Regions from separate parts of the Ovis aries genome. Here region 1 is linked to region 2. The links are chromatin contacts, called in public Hi-C maps. All regions are on one chromosome and are shown on one strand. The core of a region is the stretch at or near the end of the contact, and the rest is flanking DNA. Distances in the headings are between cores, read along the strand shown. Region 1 overlaps DYSF (dysferlin). Region 2 holds the start of LOC114113945 (ATP synthase F(0) complex subunit C1, mitochondrial-like).

The links. A called contact is a pair of places that touch in the nucleus more often than the background predicts.
Region 1: a contact with region 2 is called in a Hi-C map of liver, with 1.7 times the contacts expected there. The contact joins the enhancer-like site here to the promoter of LOC114113945 in region 2. A contact is called at or near these places in 8 of 16 Hi-C or Micro-C datasets (hypothalamus, liver, mesenteric adipose tissue and 5 more).

The regions. Positions count from the first base shown.
Region 1 is chr3:93,393,765-93,400,703 of ARS-UI_Ramb_v3.0, reverse strand. DYSF (dysferlin) reads right to left here. Exons shown (of 57, transcript XM_060412345.1): 4 at 4,913-5,018. Among named protein-coding and RNA genes, the nearest start is that of DYSF, 53 kb to the right of the region's middle. Within about 2 kb of position 4,338, at least 6 of the 54 cell types and tissues checked have an H3K27ac peak or open chromatin away from gene starts, as enhancers often do. A contact at or near this core is called in liver, where this site is marked.
Region 2 is chr3:93,347,747-93,354,843 of ARS-UI_Ramb_v3.0, reverse strand. It overlaps LOC114113945 (ATP synthase F(0) complex subunit C1, mitochondrial-like), which reads right to left and starts at 3,081. Exons shown (of 1, transcript XM_042246336.2): 1 at 2,622-3,081. The coding sequence starts at 3,032. The coding sequence ends at 2,622. The region is part of intron 1 of DYSF (dysferlin); the gene reads right to left.

The sequences.
Region 1 (6,939 bases), core at 3,089-5,588, 45 kb before region 2:
AGCTTGTAAGGCTGAGGAGCTACTGACATGGTTTTCATGGTGTACCATCCACACCCTTGCCGGGGGCCAGCGTGAGGAATTCCGCCCATGGCAAAGGTCATGAGGAAGGAGGCTTGGCATACGCAAAGGCGTGATCAAGCCTCAGGAAACCCCCTGTTCCCGAGCATCTAACCCCAAAACCAGAGTCTGTTTTATGCTCTCACCTACACCTCTGACTTTACGGGGGGCTCTCCCCCATAGCCATTTCTCTCTGAGAAGGAGTAAACGTGCAGCTCCAAGGCAATAAAAATTCTTGGGCGTGACAAGAGTGTTTCAGCTTACGGACTCCTCTGAAGGTTATCTAGCCCACCTGTATAGGTTTGTCCGGCCACATGTGATTGCTTGCAGCCTCCCAACCTGAGAGGCACGAGATGTTTTAGACTTACTAAAGGCAAATTATTTTGGGGAGTTAAAATTATTAGTATAGTTGGTTAGGAATTATATTGGTGAAGGGTCTCTTCATTTGTTGTGTCAATAATTGCTGCTAATTCCCTGCTCTGGGTGGGACAAGGATGTCTCAGGTCAAACCTCTCTGCTGACAGACTAGCTTGTGTGACAGGATTATCCTTACTGCCGCCACTAGGCACATGATTGTTTGCTACCTCTCAACCATAAACAGCACAGAGAGTTTTGGAGTATTTTGAGAGTCTTAATTAGCATAGGGCTTTTTCTTCTTGTTGAGTCAATGATTGCCGCCAGGCCTCCATATCCTTAGGCACCTGGGAATATATTAATCAATGTATTTGGAATATAGCAAAGGAAATATGGTAGTTTTTGATGTTAGCAATACTAGACTTTTTGAGTTAATGGATTTTCTCTTTTGTAATAGATCACTGTACTTTGTTATAAATCACTGTGTCCTTGCTATGTAAAAATGTAACTTTATCATATCTTAAGACTAAAGGGGAGCATTGGTGAAAGGATTTTCATTTGTTGGGTTGATGTTTGCTGCTAAATCTCCATGTTCCCTACCCTTATAATGAATATAACTAGCATATAGGAAGAAATAAGTATTAACCTTTAAGCATATAGAAGAAATAAGTATTAACCTTTAAGACTAATCATGTTAACCTTGGGTTGAATAAATTCCTTTCTTGATTGTAACTCACTACACCCTCACCTTATAGGAATGCAACTTTATTTGGAGGGTGGTGCCTGGTTTAAGAAAAAACACCCATGGAAAAAATAAGTTTTTTGGTTATCAGAAAGAAAGGATCATAAAATGTCAGCAGGTCTCACTCATGGCCAGAAGATGATGTAATATCCCTAAGACCTTTTTTTAATACATTTATGTGAAGCACCTGATTTTGATAAAGGTCAGGACTGCTGACCCCCACGTGACTCTGTATTCATCCCTATGTGTAACAAAAGGTATATAAGCAAACCCAAAAATAAAGAAATGGGATCAGTTTCCGGAAAGACTGATTCCCCCATGTCGCTTCTTTCTTGCTCCCGTTTTTCTGGCTGAATTCCCATCTGGAGCATGGATGCTATTCCAAGTAGTCCAAGTTATTCAGCCTCCTTTTCTCCACTAATCTTCCTACTACACTATCCATTTCTAATCTCTCTCTATCTGTGATTAAATATGTATTTTTCCAAAGACGCCGACTCCGTCCCCACCTTCGAATCATCCTGGATCCACCGGGGCTGGACCCCGGCACACCCTCATCAGTAAGCTGCTCTCAAAACACATTTGTTGCTTTCCTTCATGTGTGTCCAGTGCCCTCGTGGGCCTGGAGACTCCCCCAAGATAAGGGCCGTGTTCTCCACTTCTGGCTAGAGGCGTCTGAATAAAGTTGGCATCTTCTCATGGCACGCAGCCCAGTGTGCCACATCTGAAGGGACTTGGGTGAGAATGACAGGCAGGTGGAGCCCACAGGCCAGCCCACTGCAGGCCCCTCCTCCTCTTCCTCAGTCCTGCTGGTTTCCTAAAGATCCCACAGTCAGCATCACAATCTCCCCTCACACCATCAGCAGCTTCCTCTGGCCCTCTGAGATCATCTGAGCCACAGCTAACTGGGGATGTCTGGCAAGCTCTGCCTGCCAGACTCAGCCCAGAAATCGACCTCAGAAAATGACCAGTGAGAATCCACAGCTGCTGACGGGGCTCTCCGTCCCTCTGACCACATTCCCTGCTCTGTGGCCCAGGGTGGGGAGTCCCAGTTCAGGGGGTGTCGGGACCTGCCTGGGGCTGCCGTGGAACTCAGCTCTATCACAGGGGCTAGAGGTTGGTCCCAGACCTTCTCCACAGGCCAGAGCCACCTCCTGGGCTGAAGGGAAGGAGGTCCCAGTTTATACTGTGATTTATAAGACACATATTGGGTCATTGAGACGACCAAAGTATATTTTTCATATATAGTTGGTCTTTGTCCACACTGCCTGGCTTACAGTTCCCCAAACTCTTGGAATTTCCTAACTGTTGAAAGTAACAACAGTTATCTCTTGTTATGTTAATACGGTGACTTCTGGACCTCATCTGAGGATGGAGCTGATTGCCAGGAGGACCAAACCTGTGACTGGAGGGTTGTAACTTCAGTCCTGCCCCTAACCTCCAAGGATGAGAGAGGGGCTGGAGGTTGAATCAATCACTGATGGCCAGTGATTTAATCAATCATGCCTATGCGATGAAACCCCGAAAGGATGTGATTCAGGGAGCTTCTGGGTGGACACTGGGGAGCATGGTGCTCCTGGAGAGAGCATGAAGCTTTGTGCTCTTCCCCAGACCTTGCCCTGGGTGTCTCTTCTGTCTGGCTATTCCTTAGATATATCCTTTTATAATAAACCCATAATCTAGCAAGTAAAATGTTTCCCTGAGTTCTGTAAGCCACTCTGGCAAAGTCCCTGAACCTGAGGAGGAGGTCCTGGGAACCTCTGATCTATAGCCAGTTGGTTAGAAGCACAGATAACAGCCTGGACTTGCCCACTAGTATCTGAAAGGCGGCGGGGGCAGGCCTGAGCCCTTAACCCACGGGATCTGCTGCTATAGCCAGGTAGATGGCATCAGAACTGAGTTGAATCATTGCTACCCAGCTGGTCCCTGGGCATTGCACCAGCATGGAGAAGCCTCCACACACCCACACATTGGAGGTGGGTCCAGGAACCTAATTTACCCCACCTCCTGGACCCTGTGTTCCACTCCCACCCGTCACCTTCTGGCTCTCACACCCCTTCTTGGAGACATGGTCTGGGACAGAGTGGCAAGCTCCGCAGACAGCCAGGAGTCCCAGCCCAGGGAAGAGAAGGCAGTCAGCTCCTTGCTGCTGCTTAGGAAGTGCAGACAGAGTGCCAGACCACAGCGAGAGGAGGAGAGGTGAGGCAGCCGGGGAGTCACAGCCAGGCTCAGCCTCATGGTCGGTGTCTCAGGGGCTGGGGGGCCTTGGAGCTTGGAGGGGAGCAGGGGCAGGCAGGCTGGCAGGAAACACCAATGTCACAGATGCATAGAGGGTGTGAGAGAAGAGAGGTTTGAGCAGCTCAGTCAGGAAGCGAAAGACTCTGGTTGGAGGCATTGGGGGCCTGACACATGGCAAAGTGGGCAACCCCCATCCCTGAGAGCAGGGGAAAAGCACCAGGCAGATCCCCTGACTCCAAGCACCTGTGTCCCCTGCTGCCTCGATGCCCTCCTTGACTCCTCCATCAGTGCTCTGCGTCTCCGGAGCCTGCCCTGGCCATCTTCAGGACCCCTGGAAGGGGCAGCTCAGAAGTCTCAGAAGCCCTAGAGCTCTTCCTGAAGAGCTCTGAGGGAGGACAAAAGGGATTCAGCAGGCGATACACCCTGCACGGACCAGAATGTTCTACCAGTGAGCACTGTTGAGAAAGGGATGGATTCTCTAAGAGACATTTCCCCATCAGAGAAGAATCCCAGCCTTGAGGAGCCTGAGACACGGTTGGGGAAAACTCCAGCATCAGAAGGGCAGTGACCCCAGAGTCCACTCAAGTCCCTTCAACCGCTGAGAGTCGGGAGACACACCCCCTGATTCATGTCCCCATCTGGACGCCGATTCACCACGTGACTTCAGTCACTCACTCTCTTCCTCCAGCTCCCAGTTCCAAGCAGTGCTCCACTCTCTAGAGCTCTGCCCAGACCAGCCACTTCCTGACTCACCAAGCCAGCCAAGAGCCCCCAGCCTCACACACACACACACACACACTCCACCCGGCAAGGTGGCCACACTCTGAGAGACTCCCCAGGACCCCACTGAGAGGAAGTATTTCCAAATCGATTGACTCCCCAGTGCATCCTGGGAGGTGGGGCTGACCCAGAGGAAAGGTCAGGAATTCTACTGACCACGAAGAAAGGACCCCGCAGGGTATATTTAGCTCACTAAAAATATCGGAAGGCTGGGGACGAGGGCTGGGAATTGTCTGGGAGGGCTAGGAGAACACTTGAAAGGCTAGGGGAGGAACAGGAAGAGCAGTGGAGGACAGGAAGGGGGTCGGACAGGTCCCGGCGGGCAGGGGAGGGGGATGTCTACCTCCCTCCCACTGTGATCTGTGACCCAGATGACTCAGCTATTCCAGACCCGGAGAAGGGCCTGGACGGTAAGGAAGGGCTACCAGGAAGATTGGGGCGCTGTAAGCAAGGCCGCCAGGAAGCTTCGGAAGGCACCAGGTTTCCAGTGAAACACCAACCCCAGGAGGTGACCCGGGGCAGACTGGTATGAGGCAAGGCTGGCTGGAGCCCTGCTGGTGGGGCCCAGCTCCCTCTTCTGCCCCTCCTATCCTAGCCACCCTTGGGCCCCTCCTGGGCACCCAGAGCTTCAATCAGGGTGAGCTAGGCCTGGGTGCTGGGGGCTGGACCTTGACACATGACTGGGGTCAGAGAGCAAGGCCTCTGACAGAAACCAGCTGAATACAGAGGCCAGTGGACACTTACCCCTGTGGGCTGCTTCTTGGTGTCCAGCAGGGGGGCATTGAAGCTGGCAGACAGGCTGGGGGTGGCAAGGACTTCCCGGAGGGGGATGTTGGCTTCCCCCAGGAACCTGAGAAGAGAGAAGAGTAGAAAGTCAAAAAGCAGCCAAATGCACCCCAGTTCTTCTCCCAAACACCCTTCACCACTGCCACCTCTCAGACAACCCATGGACAGGCTGATCTGCCTAGAACACCTAGAAGCCCTCAGGACTTCCCTGGCAGTCTGCCGCGGTTACCCCATCACCAGGCCTGGAAGGCCAGGCCCCTCTCTGGGCACCAGAAGAATAAGAGATGCTTTCCTTTCCCCCAAGGTCAACTTTGACCCCTTCTGCCCCTCCCTAGAGGCCCAACCTCACCACCCCACGTGCCTGGGCTGCCCTACCCACCAGACCTAAACAGTCCACCAGAGCAGCCCCTCCCTCCGCAGCTCTCCTGACCTGCCACTACACAGACCTTCCACCTAGTGTCCCTGAGCTGGGCCACTAAGGAGGGTGAAGGGCAAACACACAGACCCTCCTTATCTCCACGGACAGGGAGAGAGGGAAGTCGGCCCCACTCCCAAAGAGGCCAAGGACTATCACCCACACTTGCGAGGCCAAGGGGAGAGGGCCCATAAATGGAGGGTCTCTTAGGAAAGAGAAGGTCGTCCTTTGATGACCAGTGAAGGGACCCTTCAAAGGGGGCCAAGGGAAAAGGTTGTGTCTCTAAGCCAAAAAGTGAGCAAAGGGTGTTCTGCAGCAGTAAGGAAATCAGAGCAGCAAGTGGCCTCCGTCAGTCAGAACTGCGGCCGTGTCTGCACCGAACTTGGCCATGATTCCTGCACCTTACTGTCAGGACGTGAGCGACCAGTCACAGATGTACTTTCATCATTTGCTTCACAATTTTTTTCCTGATGGGTAAGTAGCACACCTGTTATCTGGGACCTCCATTTTTCTGGTGTCTACAACAACTGATTTGAAGATGAATTTTTATGACTCATGAAATAAAACTTCCATCTTGACCTAATTAACTAATTGTTCAAACTGGCTGTTCACAATGACGCAGCACTTCACATTCACCACTACTATCAAGAAACAGAGAAGGGAGACAGGTGCCTGTTTGGCTGAGTCCCTTTGCTGTCCACCTGAAACCACCACAACATTGTTAATCGGCTGCAGTTCAATAGAAAATAAAGAGTTAAAAAAAAAAAAAAAGAAATAGAAAACAACAAATGTTGGCAAGGATGTTGAGAAACTGAAACCCTTGTGGTGAGAAATTGAAACATCGGTTGGAATCGAAAACAATGCAGCAACTATGGAAAACACCTCAAAAAATTAAAACATAGAATTACCATATGATGTAGCAATTCCGCGCCTGAGTAAACACCCGAAAGAATTTAAATCAGGCACTCAAAGAGATACTTGTACACCCAAGTTCATAACAGCGGTATTCACAATTGCCACAAGGTGGAAGCAACCCAAGTGTGTAACAACAGATGCATAGATGAATCAAATGTGGTAAAGCCACACAATGGAATATTACTGAGTCTTAAGGAGGAGGAAAATTCTGACCCTTGCTACAACATGGATGAACCTTGGAGATAGTGTGCCAAGTGAACTAAGACAGACACAAAAAGACAAATATTGTATGGTGACCTAGAGGGGTTCAATTCATAGGGACAGAAAGCAGACCAGCTGTTATGTGGGGCGGGGGATGAGGGAAGAGGCAGTCACTATTTAGGGGGTACAGAGTTTCAGTCTGAGGAAGATGAAAAGGTCTGGAGATGGATAATGGCGATGGCTGCACAAATTGTGAATGCGCTTACCACCACTGGACATCAAAGCGGTTAAGTGGTAAGTTTTGTTATGTCTGTTTCGTCGTGATAAAAATAAACTTAAAAACTAGCTGTGTAAGTTTCTTGGCAATGAAATTCCTTTATCTCCATCCCTCTTGGAACCAGCAGACTCTTAGCTGCTTGCAAGTTTCTTTGTTAGCAAGGCAATAACCCTGGCA
Region 2 (7,097 bases), core at 1,832-4,331:
ACTGGAATTCCATCACCTCCACTAGCTTGTTTTGAGGCTCCAGCATTTTCAAGTGACTGCCACCTGGTGAAATCCAACTTCACCTCCTCCACCCCGTCCCTTAAGCGCTAACTGGTGTTGGAGAATAACACAGCCACCCTGCCAGCCTCACCTGCTATGTCTCTCCCCAGACTCAGGGGGATCCTGACTGCCAATAAGCAGTGACCCTACATGGCTGCAGTCTCTTCAATCACACTCTCTCCTAGACAACGATTTCATACTTTTCGCTCCCCAAATTTACAGCACCCCATCACCACCCTCACTCTCAGGGTGCTTGCTGTATGCAAAGGAGAGAACGTCCCCAGGCTCCCAGTCTCCTAAACCCCACCAGCTTCTGTGCCCAAACCTTTTGCTCTCCTGCTGTTAATAAATGAATCATTTGTACTCCATAGCCCGGCTGGGAGCTTGGGCACTAGATCCTACCCCCCTCACCCACTCAATGACAAGTCTAAGGGTGTCCTCTCCCCAATCTTAAAGGCCATGCCTCCTCAGGTTGGCTCCTGCCCTCTTCCTCCTGATTCTTCCACTCTCCCTGAATGACCCCACTCACTCTCATAAGGCAATGGCCATTTACTTCCTCTCCAACATCCAAAGTTCCTCTCTCTCAACAGAACCCAACCATTTGGGTACTACTTCCAGCCTTAGCTCCAGATCCTGACCTAACTAAGCCCATCACCTGGCAATAGCTATTGGTTCAGTGATGGGTATATATGTCCCAAGTTGTTCTCCTGGAGGGATAATTTGTTCTTCGTGACTGGACAAGCCCAGCTCCCTCTCCCACTTTGTGAGAATAAGGAAGTGTGTAGATCCAATTGTCAGCCAGCTCTAAGATGTAGCAGACACCAAGGACAGCAGACCAGAGAAAAATAAAATGGAGTCTGCCTGTGTCCAGGATGTCTGGAGCTGTCCACTCTATGTGCCCAGAGTCCACTGGGTCTCTGGATCATACTGGGGCCTGTTACTAATGGGGCTTCCTCCCCAGAGGACTTGTATTGGGAATGAAGATCACTTTAAGACTGTTTATTACTAAAGTCATTTTGAGATAGGATTTCACTTACAGCCTAAATCGTCCTTGCTGGCTTCGGTACTGTCTATGTGCCCACAGCATCCATGTGCCTCCACATGGGAGCCAGGTGATCTTAAATATAATCAGTCACACACACACTCTTTGTAAAATCCCTCCAAGGCCTCCCGTGCTCTTGGAATAAAGCCCAACTCCCTTTCCCCTGCATACAAGATAAGACCACTCAGCCCCTCACTCTCTGAGCTCCAGTGACTTCTCAGTTTCTGGAATATTATGAGCTCCCTCCAAACTCAGAGCTCTCCTGCCTTCCCCCTTCTTTTAAAGGGCCACCCCCACTCATCCTTCAGGCCTCATTGCTTCCATGAGAAGCCTCTGACCTCCTGATCTAGGTTGGGTCTTCTGGCAAACCACTGCACAACAGCACTTTTCCTTCTTAGCTCTCATCCCAATTGTAAGCAATACCTATTTGTTTAATTGCTGGTTTGATGTCTAGCTAGATGGTGAAGTCAGTCGCTGGGGGAAGAGACCAAGTTTGTCTCAGGCAGCCAGATGTTCCCAGTGCAAGCAAGGGCCAGCCTGGGGTTCGTGTGGCGGACATTGTACTTGGCTGTGTCCCTTCCACCCTAGGATATGGTTAGGCAGGCAGGTCTCAAAGAGGATACTACTGCCCTCTACGGGGAATTTTGGATATGATGACTAGGGATATTTTTTACCATCACAGTGATTCCTGCCTTTGCTGTTTTCCCCAGCACATTACACCCTGCCCCCCAGACCTGCTCTAATGGGTCAGAGGCAGCATAGGAAATCTGTGGAACTTTTACAAACACTTGGCTTATGTCCGAGGAACAGTGTCTTCACACACTTGCTCTGCACACCAGAAAAACAGCAGCTGGTGGCATGGGCCCTGGACACTTCCTGAGGCTTCTTTTCCCATCCCAACTTCCAACTTCACTTCTCCCTGATTGGATGGTTGACTGATCCCTTGGAGATGTCATCCTGGAGCCAAAACCTCAAGGGGGCTTCCTCCCAAGGGGACTTGCATCAGGAATGTAGCTCTTGTGGACAGTGTGCTGAGATCTCCACTTGCCCCCTCAAAGTCGTTCTCCCCTCCTTCCACAGAAATGTTCCAAGGACTCCAACCTGGACACATGGTCACCCACATAGATAGACTACATTTCCCAGAATTCCCTCATAGCTAGATGTGGCCAGGAATCCAAGTGACGACCTATACGATAGGAAAGTGTTCTTCTTTCAGCTGTGTTCCACTCTTTGCAAGCCCATGGATTGGGTTACTCTTTGCAAAGCCATGGACTGGGTTACTCTTTGCAAACCCTGCCAGGTTCCTCTGTCCATGCAATTCTCTAGGCAAGAATACTGGGGTTGCTATTTCCTTCTCCATGTATCTTCCTGACCCAGGGATCTTACTGGGTCTTCTGCATTGCTTTTTTTTTTTTTTTAAGAGAAACATTGTGTTTAACGGTAAAAGTTAGCACACTGCAGCACTGAGCATGGCCTGGAGTCAAAGCAGCAGGGGCGGGTAGGTGACCTCCATGGAGCCTCACATGGTGAAGAGGATGAGGAGGGTGACCATCAAACAGAAAAGCCCCATAGCCTCAGACAGGACAAAGCCCAGAGTGGCGCTGGAGAAGAGCTGCGGCTTCAGAGATGGGTTCCTTGAATAGCCAAGGATCACGCTGCCAAACACTGTTCCAATGCCGGCCCCTGGACCACTCATACCAACTGTGGCAGCCCCAGTGCCAGCACACTTGGCCGCTGCATCAATGTGCCAGGAGACGACACTGGTCTGGAATTTCTATCAGGCCACCTGGAGTGAGACACTGCTGTAGGAAGGCTGTTCAGATGGGCTCGTTGGCCTCCTCAGGAAGGAGGCAGACATAGGCCTGATCAGACCCCTGGTACAAGAGCACAGCAGAGTGGGAAGAATGAGCAGTACTCCGGTGGTCCACATTTTTCTCAGTCTATTCCCACTGTCCGGCTGCCCCTGCTCAGACCACAGCACTCGCCTAGCTGAAGATGACTGACTCACACCCCGGCTTTAGCTTTAAGCACAGGCAGATTCTCTACCCTGCATTGCAGGCAGATTCTTTACCCTCTGAGCCACCAGGGAAGCCTCAGTGAACAGGAAGGCTAATGCTGTCCTGCCCAGGCTGCAGTGGAAACATATCCCAAATCATCATATCCAAAATACCCGCTGGGAGCAGTACTATCCTCTTTGAGAACCACTGGTTTAGCCTCATCATGGTATGGAAAGGACACTGGAGAGCCAAGCACAATGTCCACCACACCAACCATGTTGTCAAAGGGACCACAAGGTATAGCAGAGAAACAGGACAGAAGGATGCGGAGGCCTGGGCAGCCCAGTGGGTCAGAACGTTACCAGTCAGGGCTGCCTACGCAGCAACCATTATGAGAGTGACCATCATGCATGCCCCCCCCCGCCCCCCGCATCAGTTAAGGTTTGCTAACCAACGGCCAAATGTGCATCCTACCTAAGGGCCCAGGTAAGGGCAGCTCCTCAGCACCCTAGACAACTCCAGCCCCACTGCAAAGGCGACAGGGCCGGCTTAGGAGTCCCCATTGGGGAGCAAGTGGGTAAAGGTGTTCTTGACCTACAGTGGCTTGAAGCAGGGTTTCGGTTCTCAGTCAGAGACTGAAGTCAGGCTACAGTAATTAATGAGAGCTCTGAGTCCTGGCCGCTAGACCACTGGCCACTGAAACGACCTTGGCCCATATGGCTTTGTGGAAAATGAATTTCTACAAAGAAACAAAGTAGGGAAACAGTGTTTACAAGGAGGGAAAAGAGTACATGTGGACAGACACACAAGCAGGCTGAGAGAGCCGCACCCTCACGGTAGTTTAAATTGCTTTTATGGGGCATTTCTTCTGGGTTTCCTGTAGCCAGTCATCTTGCTCTGCCTTGTTCTGATCCGTACTTGGTTTATCTCAGGGTCCTCCCATGTGTGTGTGCATCTCTTAAGCCAAGATGGGTTCTAGCCAAGAGGCCTATGGGTAGGTTGACATCACTTACTATGGGGTGGAGGCCCCTCCCTTTTTGACCTCCAAGGAGCTTTTCTGCACATGTGTAACTGGGAAGGTGTCCTTGATGTTAAGAATGAGGAATATGTGGTCTTTGATCTCTTATCTAGTCATGCTTTGCTTCTCCTCCCTCCTGCTGTTTTGGGGTATCTGTCCACAGCAGACAAAATCTAGCTGTTCAGCCTGGGGCCTATCTCCTGCCTGAAGGGGACCTGTTTTGAAGCTGAGTTTGCATAGCAAGCCCAGTTTTTACTTAATATTTCATGTTAACCACAATGACATTTCAGAGCTAACAGAGGTAAGAGGGGAGGGGACTAAAGCTCACCCCTGCCGTCCCAATGGTATAGTCACAGATAGGTGCTGCCTGATCATCTCAAGTGAGGAGGCTGGCTGCCTGTTCCCTGAAGAGACGCAGACCAAGTCTCCAGGATTAAACACAACACCATCAGATGCTGCCACTGGTGTCTCCTCGGACACACCCAGCACAGAGACCTGTTGTCTTTGATCAACACAATGTTTTATGACAAAATTGTACTTTAAACATTATGAGATCTGGAATTATAGCATCCTTTGAAAAATCAGAACACCTGGCACAGGAGCCCTAATTTTCTGCCTAACGCTGATTACCTGGCACCTCTGGCTGGAAGTGCGCGTCTCAGCTCGCCCTACACCACCACTCACCCAGATAAGCATATGCTCCTCCCTCTGGCCTTAGTTATACCACCTGCCATGCTCCCCTGGGGATGTGGGCTTATGACCCTCTTCTGTCCCCTATTTGGGGTCCTTCCTACCTGCCAGTCAAGAGGAGTTACTTCAAGGAGAGCCCCTTCTTGTTCTTGGTCCACTGGTCTCCTCTAGCTCAGTTCTCTTAATGTCTGGGCTTGTGTTTCCCCAAGGCCTCACATAGGGTATCCAGGAAGCAAATAAACCTTGCCCTCTGCTTCCAATAACACCAACCTTGAAATGAACACTGCATGTGAGCTTCCAGGATTCTTCAGGGCACATGTGTCCAAGTCCAAAGACTCACAGGAGTATGAACAGTCTCGTGCATCCTTCTGCCCCACCTCCACATTCATTGAAGAAATTGTGTCCCGTGGATATCCCGATACAACCAGCTGGGATTAGAGGGGCACCCACACATGTCTGCCAGGGGTGTCTGCCAGGGGTGTCGGGCAATGATTCTGGTTATGGCCATGATCACATGGCTGACTGCCTGGGAAGAATAGCCCATTGCAGGAACAACTAGATGGCCCTGGGCGTCCATCGCAGCCCTCGCTTTTCTAGCCGTGTGTCCCAAGGCATGAGGTCTGACCTTTGAGAGTCTATTTCCACTTCTGTAAAATCAAGAGAATGTTACTTCACAGAGCTCTTGGGATGATTAAAGCAAACACCAGGGCTTCCAGCCCAGAGCCTGCCTGGCTCACAGGAGATGCATAATTTCAGCCTAATGAACCAATCTGGGGAGAGACCAGTATGCAGGAAGAAAAGAAAGAGAGAGATTTGGGCCTGGAGAGGGAGACTGAGAAGGTTTGTGGGCCCAGGGAGTCACAGGAGGGATGCTCGTTCCAAGAAAGATCCAGTCCGATGGGGAGGGCCAGCCAGCCTGATGGCCAGAGCCAGCCATTAGGCAAGCAGACAAATGCCTTGGCCTCAGAAAGGACTGCCCTGGGGAAGGCTCCCAGAGGAGACAGGGCCAGAGTCCCCTGGGGCTGAAGGGAAGGCCACTCACCACTCAGCACAGTGTGCCCAGTCTGATTGGACAGTAAATGAACCAACAGAGCTGGTGGTAGGACTGACCAGGCCAAAAAGATAGTGAAAGACTTTTTGGATGTGTGCAATGATTTCTTGGTATATGTACAATACATGTTAACCATAATAATAATTAGAATGTTGTTAGTCACTCAGTCGTGTCCAACTCTTTGGGACCCCATGGACTATAGCCCACCAGGCTCCTCTGTCCATGGGATTTCCCAGGCAAGAATACTGGAGTGGGTTGCCACTTCCTTCTCTAGGGGATCTTCCCGATCCAGGAATAGAACCTGGGTCTCCTGCATTTTAGGCAGATTCTTTACTGTCTGAGCTAAATATATATATAATCATATATTATAATAGTGAAATAGTTAATGTGTATTTATGTGCCAGTCATTATTCAAAGTGTTTTATATGGATTAACACATAAACCCTTCAGAATCATCCCTCCAAAACAGGTACTATTATTATCAACATTTCATAGGTGGGGAAACCGAGCACAGAGTGGTTAAGTAACTTGCCCAAAGACACACACGCCGCTGCAAAGTGGCAGAGCTGGAATTCCACACCCAAGGTCCCAGGTAGTCTGGGTCTACAGCCAATACTCTCGGCTACCATCCTTCTTTCACTCTTGTTCAGTGCTCTTAGCCCACTGGAATGTGACTGAGGCTTCACTCCTGAGTGCCACCCCCCACAATGGATGGCTAAGCTAGGGCCTAAGCTTACAGTGCTCCCTTCCCAGAGCCCCCCAAGAGCCTGCCACCCCCACTGCAGGCTGCCCACCTCAGTGCCACAGGATGCATGACCCTAGCCTCAGCTTATCAGACCCTTAAGAGCCACCACAGACCTAACAGAAGGCTTGAAATGGCCTAGCACAAGAGTTCTGCCCAGAGGGAGCACCCTGGACCAAGCGGTGACTGGTTCTGCGAGATGCAGAAGGGCAGAGACCCCTCTGAGATAAGAAAGCATCCTTCAGACCAGAGAATGAGATCGAGGACGTCAGAGTCCGAGAGAGAAAGAGAGCCGGTGGCAGCAGGGACAAGGTGTGAGGGGACGTGCAGACGGAGACGGGGCTCCAGGGTGTGAGCCAGAGCCGGGTTCTGTAAACCAGAGCTAAGGCCAGAGGGAAATGGTAGGGCAGTTAAAGACAACAGGGTTCCAGAGCCAGAGTATGTGGGCCTGAATCCTGACTCCACTAATGACTAGTGTATGACTTCTGTGTGGTGTA